2 separate regions of the Zea mays genome follow, and region 2 is linked to region 1. A link is a contact called in public Hi-C data. All regions are on one chromosome and are shown on one strand. The core of a region is the stretch at or near the end of the contact, and the rest is flanking DNA. Distances in the headings are between cores, read along the strand shown. Region 1 holds the start of LOC100217080. Region 2 has its middle 19 kb from the start of LOC100282701.

What was found. A called contact is a pair of places that touch in the nucleus more often than the background predicts.
Region 2: a contact with region 1 is called in a Hi-C map of leaf, with 5 times the contacts expected there. The contact joins the enhancer-like site here to the promoter of LOC100217080 in region 1. A contact is called at or near these places in 2 of 25 Hi-C or Micro-C datasets (ear and leaf).

What each region holds. Positions count from the first base shown.
Region 1 is chr3:202,591,486-202,598,195 of Zm-B73-REFERENCE-NAM-5.0, reverse strand. LOC100217080 reads left to right here and starts at 2,474. Exons shown (of 1, transcript NM_001143450.1): 1 at 2,474-3,867. The coding sequence starts at 2,544. The coding sequence ends at 3,662.
Region 2 is chr3:202,662,667-202,669,376 of Zm-B73-REFERENCE-NAM-5.0, reverse strand. No RefSeq gene overlaps it. Among protein-coding and RNA genes, the nearest start is that of LOC100282701, 19 kb to the left of the region's middle. Within about 2 kb of position 3,781, at least 16 of the 20 cell types and tissues checked have an H3K27ac peak or open chromatin away from gene starts, as enhancers often do. A contact at or near this core is called in ear and leaf, where this site is marked.

The DNA of each region.
Region 1 (6,710 bases), core at 1,225-3,724:
AATGGACTGAGCCGGCCCCGTGGCACTAAGTCCATTTTTAAGCTTTTTAAAGTAAATAGTTTTATTAGTTCAATATATAGTATAGATCGATCTATTTTTTATATCTATAAATAGTTAAACACTTAGCGCTAGTTTGAAAACCTTATTTTTTTGAAGGGAAATTAGTTCATTTTTTTTGAAAATAAGAATCACTTGGGAAAATGGTGCTCCAAACTAGTCATAATAGTAAGATTTAAGAGGTGTTTGGTTTGATAAATCACTGGTGCATCATAAGTCTATTTCTCAAATTTGGTGTGATGATCACATTTCTCATGTTAGTACTAACTAACTAATTAAGTATGAGAAATGAGATGATGATAGATCAACTCATTTCATTCCATAAACCAAACAAAAAAAGTGAGGAGTAAGAAGATGATTTACTAGCTTATTCCTCAAACCAAATACCCTACAAGTACATGATTTTTGTCCGTAATTTTAGAATTCAAATAACCAGCTAACTATTAGCTGTAGTACATTTAAACGACCTCCAAAGCTAAAACACTCCACGCTCATCAATCGATTGAAAATATCATAGAAAGTGACGGAGTACAAAGAATATTTAACACACAACAAATTAAATTATATAATAATAATGCATGGTGTGTGTATATATATAGAAGTAGAACATTGTCTCAAATGGGAATAAATTGTTATCAAATGAGAATAAATTACTAAGAAACATGCACATGGTAAATAATGCATAATACAAAGTCATACCAATTGAAATCCCCCCTAGCTGCAGCGTCATGAAGGTGCGAGTGTTGCGGCTGGAGTAGAGACTAGAGACCGGTGTGCACTCTCTATAGATAATAGCCTCTGGATGCCGAGGTAATCGAAGTCGAGGTGGTACGGTGCTGTGGCTTGGAGACACACAACAATAGCTTCATTTTCAGAGGGTTGACGTTCGAGCATCAACGACCAGCGAGACGACGTAAAAGGGACAACAACAACTCTGTGGGCCTTCTTGTTTCTTTTCGTATCCTATCATCGAGGAGCCCCATCAAGGAGGCCGACAACAACGCACACGTCTATACCGGTCAGGGTGGTCGTGCCTGCCAGAGGAACCAAAGAGACAACGGTAGATCCAGCCCGAGAAGGATCACGACAGGAAGATGGTGATCCGGCCATCCCACTGTGTCTTTTCTTATACCGCTTCTTCGTGTAAAAAATATAGGAAAAAAATTTGGTATGCCATCAAATTTTATATTCATTCCTTGTATGCCACTAATTAGCATATAGATATATTTTATATGTGTATGATATGTAGGGTCAATGACACACAATGAACGAGTATATTTTCCAAATGACATAGAGAAAATTGGTCCAAAAATATATATTAGATGCATGCAGCGTCAAAACGGCAGGTAGTTTATGCCCCTGTTTGTTTCAGCTTTTTGCAGCTTCTGGTCAACAGAAGCTGCTGCGGGCTGCCAAACGCTCAGCTTTTCAGCCAGCTTCTATAAAATTCGTTTGGATAAAAACCATTCAAAATCAACATAAATACATTATCGGTTGAGTCGTTGCAATAGTAGAAATCCGTCGCTTTCTAGATCGTAAGCCATATGGACAACTTTATCTTCCTCCGTACGTAATCCTAATGATACCTAGATTATCTACACAGCCAGATTTTCCCCATAGCCCGATTCTCAGAAAAGCTGGTCAGAAAAAAGCTGAACCAAACAGGCCCTATGGCTCGCGAAGAAACTAACAAAAAGTGACTCGTCAGACCGGCTGGTAATATAATAGGCATGGAGTAAAACCGCTTATACAAGCTCCGTTTACACCACTAGTGGGGTGCACGCGTGTAGAGACTCCGCGCCCATCTCTTTCAGAGATGAGACGACACTCCTGGCCATACAATAAAAAGCGACAAGGCAGGATGTGGACAGTAATGGGTACAATAGGCTGAACCCTCCTGGGCAGCAGCTGTTTAGTGGGCGAGACAGTGTGCTGATTTGCAGCTAATCCGTGGGCTGCTGGCGGAGCAGGCTTTGTGCTTGCATCTCATCTCATCCCATCCATTGTGTCTTGTCAGCAGCGAAAATGCCCGGATGGCATGGGTCAGTGGAATTACTATTATTTTGAACAATTGGACGGTCAGTGTTGCTGATTGAAAAAGCTTCTGCTGCCTCAAAAGGTCTTTCTGGACAGCTAGTCAGCTACAGTATCCAAGTGGGAAAAACAATAAACCTGCAGCAACAGCCTAAACAGCTCCAGCCAACTGTCATCTGTACCGATCACAATCGAAAACAAACAGGGTCTAAGTAACATTTGAGGTCGTCTATCTGGGCCCTAGTTTGTCCAAACCCATGCCGGTATGACTTGCTTGCCAGGCCTGGTTTGCCAAGGCTAGATCGGCCCATACTCCGGCCTTTCAGTTCATCATCACTTGTCCGTTTTCCTCTGACGACACCCCGAGCCCGAAGAGGCGACTCGTTCCCCTCCCTCTGGCGATCTGTCTCCTCTGCTCCCCGTGCGTCGAGCCGTCGAGGCTTGGAGGTCTCATGGTACCCGATCCCCCCTCCCCGCTGCAGAGAAACAAGCAGCCGGCAAAGCAGATGAGCAAGTCCTCCTCGCATCGGCCGAGCAAGTCATCGACACCATCCCACGCTCCGGGACGGTTAACTCTGAGTCTGACCAGCCCCTTCGCGTCGCCGCTGCTTCTCTTACTTACGGCCGCCGCCGCCGCCGCTGTGTTCCTCTACTCCCTGACCGCCGCCCGCTCGTACGGGGCCCGCGGGGAGGCTCCTCCGCTCTCCTCCCCGACGGTGGAGACCATGGAGAGAGCGCGCGCCATCTGGGAGCTACCCGCCGCGGGGCCGGCCAGGGCGGTCCTCTTCGTCGCCCACGGCTGCCGCTGCCGCCCGGAGAACTTCTGGCCGCCGTCCCCGCGCTGCCCGGGGTGCGTCGGCCTGCCAGAGGACGTCGCCATCACGGACCGCGCGCTGCGGAGGCGGTTCGCGGTGCTGGCCGTCGCGAGCGCCGGGGAGTGCTGGTCGCCGGGGAAGGAGGTCGACGTCGCCAAGCGGGTGATCCGGTCCTGGGCCGCCAAGAACGGGCTCGAAGGCCTGCCGGTAGTCGCCCTCGGCGCTTCGTCCGGCGGGTACTTCGTGTCCAGGCTGGCGGCCAAGATGAGCCTCGCCGCCGTCGTGATTATGATCGCCGAGGGCGCGTTCGGCAGCTCAGCTGGCGCGCTTCCGGCGGTTTACCCTCCCGCGATGTTCATCCACATGCCGAAAGATAAGCGGAGGGCAGTGCTGGTGGATAAGAATTCCAAGATGCTGATGAAGAATGGCGTTGAGGTGAAGGAGCTCCAGAGCCTCGAGCTCCCTTTGACGCCTACTCTGCTTTCCGAGAGGATACCTGGGCTGGACCGCGGGCTATCAGAAAGGATCTGGACAGTGTTCAGGGAAGAAGCTTTCGTTGATGACAAAGGATACATGAAAGAGGATGGCCGGGAAACGCCATGGAAGGATGCATTGGTCAAGAGGGGCCTCTGGGAAGAGGTGTCTGCGTTGGCTGATCACATCCAGGAAGAGCTAAATCTTGCTTATGGATACCACGAGATGACGAGCTTACACGCTGATGAGATGTTTGATTGGGTTGACAAGCACTTGAGATGAGGGGGCTATGGTGGATCATTTCAGCATCGGTGCAGCTTCTATTAAACTAGTTGGAGAAATGTAGGGGAATGAAAATCATAAACTGGTGACACAGAAGACACGCACAACATATCCATCCTAACATTCGGATGAACTGACTTTATTATGTGAAATGTGTCGTGTTCACTACTTCCAGCTTGCTCTTGTGCAATGGATTTGTGAAAAGAAGTACTCTATCCGTCCTAAAATATTAGTTGTTTTAACTTTTTAACTTTTATGTCTATGTTCAAATAGATGATGATGAATATAGAGACATATATAAAATAAATACATTAGTTATTGTATGAATAACTAAAAATGTAAAACAAATTTTATTTTGGGACAAAGGGAGTATATATAGAGATAGTTCGGTGAGATCTTTCTCTGATATGCAATGTGGACTTTCTGTTAATCAAAGATGAGATTTTGCATAAAAATGATCTTGTTTGTATCTGAATAATCACATGGGATCATCTTTTTTGTAAGCTGAGGATAAGATCCTGCATTCATGCTGCTTGAAATAACCTTTTGATCTGTGGAATTAGTTTTCCTTTCTGAACTTGGTTCCTCTCTTTCAGACACTTGTGAACTGTTGTCTTCATTCTCCAATGGTCCAAATAAGGGGGTGTTTGGTTTATTTAGTCATCCTTCTAAACTTTAGAAACTAAACTTTAGTCCCTACAATTTCTATTTGGGAGGCGCCTTTAATTATATTGATTGGCAATTTAGGGACTAAAAGTGTATCCCTCTTTTGAATTGGCTGGATTTGCAGGCTCCCCCGTGGGCTTTCCTCAATCCGTCCTCTTTTGCTCACCCTTATCCTTTCTTCGTTCCAAATTCTATACATTTGTGAACACATGGTTGATATGTGCTCTTATGGTTTAGATTGTGATGAGTGATTGTCAACAAGTGTAACGTCTTGGGTTGAGTTGTGTGGACTAACTAGGGCATGGACGTGATTGTGTAACATGTCTTTTGGTTTATGATGTGCAGGTGTGGAGTCTGGAGACAATGGTCAATGACGAAGTTCATATGGGTTCATGTCGAGGGATCAAAAGCGATGAAGGACGAACATTGGGTCTTGATCGAGGACCTAGAGAAGCCAGATGAGTAGCCATGGCGACTGACACCTAGGAACAATGACAGACGCAAGGACATGGAGAAGTGGATCATATATCGTCAACGTGGTTGGGGGCGGTGGGGCACATGTCAAGGATGTGGGGTGCGTACGGTACCCATGAGGATTTTGGTCGTTGAGCCTCAAAACCAGACAACACAACAATTCACGGGTTTCACCGAATTTGAGCCTCAAAACCCGACAACACGGTTCTAAAGGAAATCGAAGGCGCATGTGGTGTCAGCGCGAAAGGTTGCGTTGAGGTGAACCAACTTCGTGAAGAGTGTGTGGTCGTCAGATAAAGAAATCCAAGATTTGGTCCATTTTGATCCTGTATGAGTGGATAGACTTTATGTATCTATGAATAGTTTATGAAATATGAATAACCCTATATAAATAGGAGGAGAGAGTTGAACCGTTGAACTATCTCTCTAACATCTTCCTAGCTTGTAATCTTCATTTTCCTTCTCATTTAGTTAGGAAATCCTTAGATGCTTTGAACCTTGATATCTAAGTTCATGCAATATTGAGAAAGTGTGGCCATAACCTCACTTAGCCCTCTGGTTTTCAATTTGTGCCAAATTATGATGGGTCTTCTCCTCTTTACCCTTTCATTTTTTTGAGTTGATTTTTGGCTTTGCAAGTTTGGAAAGTGTCTTGGGGTTTATCTGTTGTTTAGAAAATGTCTTGGATTCATTGCAACATCTTGTATGAGTTGATCCAATTTATGGATAAGTTTTCTAACAGATTTGCACTTTTTGATAAAACTCAAGTTGAGTTTGAGTTTTCTGATTTGACTTTGAAGTTTTTATCCTTTTTATGCTCAAACTTTTTGAGTGGCTTCCCCTTCCTCTCTTCACTTTGTTCGCAACATTGGGAGGCAATTAGAGCAAATTTTGTTGTGCGTTATTGCTGCTCCACGTGCGACACTACCGCTCAGCCCTAACTCTTTTGGGTTTTCTTCTAAACCTTTTTGGAGCATTTTGATGGTCTTAATGGTTTTGGCTAAGATTACTGTTAGAATACCCGTTTAGGGTTTGGGGTCTTCCCCGTGTAATGAACATCTCACCCCTCTGTAATGGGCCTGGCCCAGTTTACTCGGCTTATTAATACATCACCCAACCCCTGTTAGGGTTAGGGTTTTACACTCCAATATGGTATCAGATTAGGTCTTTCCCACCCTGCTCTCTCCCAGCCGCCGGCTCCAACCGACGGCACCTCTCCTTCGCCACCGCCGAGCCGCCCGTCCCCAAGCTCGCGGCCCGACGCGCCGCCAGGAGCAGCAGCCGCGCCCGGCGCCGCTCTCTGCCCCGCGACCTGCCCAGGCTGCGGCCGAGCCGCCGTCCGCGCACTCCGCCGGATCCCCGCCCAGGCGCGCCTTGGACGGCCGCCGCCAGGTCTCGACCCCGGCCGCACTCGCGCCAGGGAGCCGAGCAGCCCAGGCGTCGACCCCGACGCCGCCCAGCGCCAGGCCGCCTCGCATCCGGGGCCGCACCCGCGCCCGACGCCCGACCCCATCGTCCATCCTTCTCCCCGGTTCTGGGGTTTGAGGCGGCGGACGGCAAGATCAGCGCACCAGCTCAGGCGCCGCCCCCACCGCCAGCTGCGCCCTTCCTGCTCGCGCACGTCGCCACCGTGTCGTCCAGGAGCTCCTGGCGGGAGGACCCGCGCTCCTGCTGTTTCGCGCCCGGCTGTCCAGTCCGCGCCTCCCTGCACCGGGTGACCGTGCCCCGGCCCAGCAGTGACACGACCCTCCTACACCGGTCGCCATGAGCTTTACCTCGCCCGCCGCTCTCGCAACTGTGCGCGTCCTCCTCCACGACGGCCAGCTCATCCGGGGCATGTTCGTGTCCTTCGATCCAGTCTGGAACCCTATACTTCGTGACTGCGTCGAGGTCCACCCTCAGGCGGGT
Region 2 (6,710 bases), core at 2,532-5,031, 70 kb before region 1:
CTCGTTAGGTTTATGTGTAGACAGGCATGATTAAAAATCATTTTTAGCCATTAGTCAATAGCAGCCCTTAACAACACGTATACATATAAACATCATATCGGTTGAACGTTGATATACACAAGTTTTTATCCTTTTTTGACACATGATATCTTTTGAACTAAATGTGGGATTTGTGCTGCCCTTAGAGCATCTCCAACAACGTGACCTATAAAAATGCCTTATAATTTAAAAATAAGTAAATTTTATAGAATTTAGGGCACCAACAAAATACCCCGCTCCAACAGTAAAGCCCCAAATCTAGATTATAGGGCAGCCCACTACGGTGTAGTATATTTGAGGCACTTGAGAGGGTGCCCTATAATTTTTTGACAAAATTTGTTGAATTGAGGCACTGTTGGAGTTGTTTTTCCTGTGTAGAGTCCTATATTTCAATTTGAGGCATTAGTTTGAGGCATTGTTGGAGATGCTCTTATAATGGCTCAACATTTCACTTGATTTTGTAGTGGATTATAAATTATGACTAACTCTTTGGTCATATCATAATTAACTCTTTAATCACATTGAAATGATCATGTACTTTTTAAATCTAGTCGCATCGAGGTATTCAGAGATATCTCTCATGTTATGTAGGAGGGACACATTCTATCTTGATTCGCTCGCATCCCATCCTATGTTTCATAGTAAATCTAAAAACTTCTTTTATAACTACCAGTTATAGAATAACATTTGACAACCCAAAATGCATCACTACACATACTGAGAAATAATGATGGTCTTAGGTCTATGGATCTAGCAGGTATACCACTTAAGAAAGTTTGATGACACATATTTAACATAACAATCTTCGCAACGTCTTATTATACACTACCGGAATCGCGTTCTTTGCCAAGTGTCTAAGACACTCGGCAAATGCCATTTTACACTCGGTAAAGCCTTTGTCGAGTATTTTTTTTCGGATTGCGAGTGTCGAAAAGCACTCGACAAATTAAGAATCATAAAAAAAACCCAAAAACAACAAAACATTTTTTAAATTATAGGAATAACTCTCCAACCACTACCTATTATTACCATACCCATCGCTCTAATCATTTTTACTATTATTTTGAATCGAATTTACATGTTTTGTAAATGGTGAGATTCGAACTCACAACCTCTCTCTCGTGCATATATTCCTCTACCACTACACTACTACATCAATTATATCTATATTACGTTTTTCATTCCTCATATACTATACCCAACCGAGAGTAATTTGATTATTTAAGGCACTAAATGAATTCATTTGAAAATATGACAACTATAAAGTTGCATAACTTTTCGAGATCTACAAGTTCTATTTTGATAGTTTCTACATCCGAGATCGTTTAAAAAATTTGAATTTCAAATTTGAAAACTTCACACAAAATTTTCAATGATAAGATGATTTCAAATCAAAAAAATGTCAATTACAAAGTTTCATTACATTTCAAGATCTACAACTTTTATTTTGGTGGTTTTTTCATCCGAGGTAGTTTGAAAAATTCAAAATTTTAAAATTCAAACATAGTTTTGCATGATAAGATGATTTCAAACCAAAACATTGTCAACTACAAAGTTTTATAACTCTTCAGTACCTACAACTTTCATGTTGGTGGTTTTTTCTTTCGAGGACATTTTCAAAATTCAAATTTTTAGTTTTTTTAAATTCAGACGTAGTTTTCATTAACAATATGACTTAAATCAAAAAGTTACCAACTACAAAATTCTACAACTTCTCGAGATCTACACATTTTATTTTGGTTGTTTGGTCATTTGTTCATCTCACATGATGGTTCTAATAATATGCACAAATCTTATACATCTCTCTCGTAGTTTCATAAACTATGAGAGAGATATAGGTTTTATGAACAAATTTATTTTTATTTTATCATATAAAGAAATGTTCAAAATATAAATTGTACATCACGATGAGTTATACAAATTTGTAGTTGAAAACTTTTTCATTTGAATTAATTTACTGCTTTAAAATGTGATTTTTAAATTGTCTTCGCCTAGTGTTGAAAAAAGCACTCGGCAAAGAAGCTCTTTGCCGAATGACAAAAATAAAACACTCGGCAAAGAAGTTATTTTGTCGAGTGTTTTCTTTTACCGAGGGTTTTTGCGTGGCGCTCGACAAAGAGTTTTTTTGCCGAGTGTCCGAAAAAAACACTCGACAAAATATTTGTCACTCGGCAAAGAGCCAAATTCTGGTAGTGATAGGTCAATCCAATAACGTAAACTTTACCATGTCTCCATATCAATGATTTCAAGTCGCCTAGTTGTCTGGTCGAACCCTAGGGCCGAGCAGGCGACTAGTCGCGATTAGACGACGACTAGGGCGACTAGTCGGTCCCTGGTCGTCCTAGACTAGTAGTTATACTTATATAGGTATATATATAAATATACTTGTATATATTATATAAATTAGAACAAACAACTAGGATAAACAAAGTAACATATTGTTTCATTGTTTAGGGTTTAGGTTTATTTAGGGTTAGGGGGAGAAGTGGGGGAACAGGAGGGACCTTCAGATGACGTGCTCATCTCGTCACTGGTTTGCAGCCACCGCCGGTTGGAGACTGCAGTAGTGCAGCAGGCGAGCAGGACTGCAGAAGAAGGGGCAGGGGACGCATGGTGTTGTAGCCGCCGGTGTAGCCGCCGGCAATCAGGAGTTCAGGACTGTAGGGGCAGTGCCAAGAGAGGAGAGGAGAGGAGACATGCAGGTTGGAGACTATTGACGGCTAGGTTAGAACAGGAGAGGAGAGGGTACTCTAAATTAGACTGTAGATGGGCTAAAAAAGACCCAATAACTAAACCCTAGCCAGGACGAGGAAGACACATAACTTGGACGACTAGTCGCCCTAGTCGATGATTAGTCGGACGACCAGGACGACTAGGCCTTCTAGTCGAGTCGTCTAGCAAATCGTGTCCTAATTGCCGACCAGCCCGACTAATAACGATTAATCGTGATTAGTCGGACGACTTGAAATCATTGCTCTATATTATTAATTTGATATCTCTATATCATTGATCCGTGAAACATTATGGTCAATCTATAAAATCGTTATTGTCCCATATAATGACGTAAGACCAATGATGCTTTGAACAACATTATAAAACATATTATTTCACAAATAAGTCGCGTACTTGGTACATGCGGAGATGAAACGCTATAACATCGTTGTGCTAGTATCGTGTTCGCAGCGAGATAAATGGCAGCGACGTCTTGGACGCCCGCAACCACTAATATAAGTCTCACTAGCATATCAGTCTCTTTGATGTATACACTTGTTAATAGACTTGTTAATAGCCTTTTATACGCAAGATTTATTAATCCTTTTAGACTAGTTTGGAACCCTATTTTACCAAGAGATTTTTATTTTCCGAAGAAAAAATAGTTCATTTTCTCTTGAAAAATAGAAATAGCTTAAAAATAGAGTTTCCAAACTAAACCTTAAGTCATGTATAACCTAAAGTCTCTTGTTCAGTTTTCTATATACAAGGAACACCTAAAAAACTGCATTATATAATTAGATCTCTTTAAAACCAGTCATATTATAAATACTGTTAAAAGACATTATATATGAGGATTTAATAGAGACAGGCTCAGAACTCTTCTGAAAGAGCCCGTCTCTATATTTTTTTACATTTAACCCCTGAAGCTCTCAAGAGACGGACAAGATCCCCGCTCCACCACCTCGGACTACTCCATCCTCCTCCAGCTAAAAAAACCACAGCCCGAGTGCGGTGACCATGGACCGAAGATGTATGGACCGAAGATGTATGACGGCCAGCGAAACGACGAGCCTTCTCGTGGCCCGTGTAGGGTAGTTGAGTTCCGTATGAAAAGGCCCACAGAGTAACTCACGCCACCATTAGCCCATGATGATTTCAACGTTTTGTACAGCTCATCAAGATAAAAGAACAAGTCCAATTATCAATGTCGTCTTGTTATTTTTCATTTTACCTCTCTTAAGTCTTAACTATTATGTCTTCTGATTTTCCTCTTCCAAGTAAATAATCGGATATCCTACATCATGAAGGGTCTAATCTATATGGATATCCTACATCATGAAGGGTCTAATCTATATGGCAACATATCAGATGCAAACCAAATTTCTGTGCAAACTAACTAATAAAAATCACAAAAAATTCTTAAAATATTATAAATGTTCTTCGCTGTCTACTCTACCATTGTAAAATTTCAAGTTCAAATTAATCATATGCTAAAAGATAAAAAAGAGAATTCTGAGATACAAAAAGTGAAAATTATCTCAGAATTTTCTCCTTTTTGTATCTCTTAACATATGATGAATTTGAACTTTAAATTTTAAAGGTGATAGAGTAGGCAAAGAAGTACATCTATATTTTTTTAGAATTGTTTATGACTTTTGTTAGTTTGTTTGCACGGGAACTTGGTTTACACCTTATACGTTATCAATCTATATATCTCAGGAGCGGATTCATAGGGGGCAAAGGTGGCCATGCCCCTCCCCCATTTTTTTTGTAAAACCTCATACACCTAACATTCATTTAATGTTAAGTATAGAAAAATAAACTTTTAGGTGGATTAAATCAACCATGTTCTAATCTTTTCGTCATATCAACGTAGTCCTCCTGACTTTCGTCATCCTCTTTGGTCCAGTCCCCGCATCTATCTATTTAGCCTTATTATATTTGACGTCGTACGGGCCAGTTCGTCCCGATGCCACCTGCCACTGCCTCCTTCCCAATGTGTGACGCCATCTGACCCCAAACCCTCGCGACACCTTGACCCCACTTGTCATCGTCAAGACGCCGACACGTATGGCAGGCCTGATCTCACTCGACGGTCGATGAGATTGGTGAACCTGTGAGCTCGGGCTCCGTATTGGAGAGACTGCCTGACATCGCCCCCTTCCTAGCGCCCTCACTGAAAGGGAATTAGGCTTACACCTAGTTCCTAATTAATTTTGGTGGTTGAATTGCCCAACACAAATAATTGGACTAACTAGTTTGCTCTAGATTATATGTTCTACAGGTGCCAAAGGTTCATCTACAACTATACTAAATATACTAAATCGACTGTCCGGAATACCGTAGATTATTCCGGACAGGAGAGGCTTTTTGGAAAAAATAGGCCAAGTGCGGACCGTCCGGGCACTTGCGGCGGACCGTCCGCAACACCAGGATGACCCTCGGACAGAACCAATGCAAAAATCCAAGTCTGCACTACGGACCGTCCGGAGGAAAAGCAAGGACCGTCCGAGACCTCACGCGGACCGTCCGGCCTCAGGCGCGGACCGTCCGGTAGGTGAGAAACCAAAAAACCCGAAGGTGACGGGTTCGGAAAAATGAATTATAGCGTCCTCGCGGACCGTCTGGGGTGCACGACCGGACCGTCCGCGACTGGCTTTATCTGACATCTGACGACGCATTAAATGCAATATAGCCGTTGATATAGCCGTTACTGCTGACCGTTGCGTTTTCAGCCATTGATCTACAGGCGCGGACTGTCTGGACCAGGCGGGCGGACCGTCCGTGGTCGGCAGAATGGAGCAACGGCTAGGAAGTGGTTGGTGGCTATAAATACAACCCCAACCACCTCCATTCACTTCACCCAAGCATTCCAACCTTCAACATTCAATACAAGAGCTAGCAATCCATTCCAAGACACATTCAAAGCCTCCATCTCTCCAAGTTTCACAATTGAGAAAAGAGATCATTAGTGATTAGTGACTTAAGAGAGAAAGTGATCCGTGTGTTATTTGTTGCTCTTGTCGCTTGGCTTTTGTAATCGTGCTTTCTTTCGATCTTTCTTGCGATCAACTCAATTGTAACCAAGGCAAGAGACACCAATTGTGTGGTGGTCCTTGCGGGGAAGTTTGTTCCCGTTTGATTGAGAAGAAGAAGCTCACTCGGTCCGAGGGACCGTTTGAGAGAGGGAAAGGGTTGAAAGAGACCCAGTCTTTATGACCACCTCAACGGGGAGTAGGTTTGCGTGAACCGAACCTCGGTAAAACAAATCCACGTGTCACACTCCTTATTCGCTTGCGATTTGTTTTGCACCCTCTCTTGCGGACTCGATTATATTTCTAATGCTAACCCGACTTGTAGTTGTGATTAATTTTGTAAATTTTAGTTTCGCCCTATTCACCCCCCCTCTAGGCGACTTTCAATTGGTATCAGAGCCCGGTGCTTCATTAGAGCCTAACCGCTCGAAGTGATGTCGGGAGAACACGCCAAGAAGGAGATGGAGACCAGCGAAAAGCCCACTACAAGCCACGGGAAGGCTTCATCGGAAGAGTCCTGCAACAAAAAGAAAGGGAAGGAGAAGAAGGCCTCCTCCGACAAGTCGCATCGGAGTGGCGACAAGAAAAAGAAGATGAGGAAGGTGGTCTACTACGAGACCGACACTTCATCACCTTCCACATCCGGCTCCGACGCGCCCTCCATAACTTCTAAGCGCCATGAGCGCAAGAAGTTTAGTAAGATCCCCCTACGCTACCCTCGCATTACTAAGCATACACCTTTACTTTCCGTCCCGTTAGGCAAACCACCAACTTTTGATGGTGAAGATTATGCTAGGTGGAGTGATTTAATGCGATTTCATCTAACCTCACTCCACAAAATTATATGGGATGTCGTTGAGTTTGGTGTGTAGGTACCATCCGTAGGGGATGAAGATTATGATATTGATGAAGTAGCCCAAA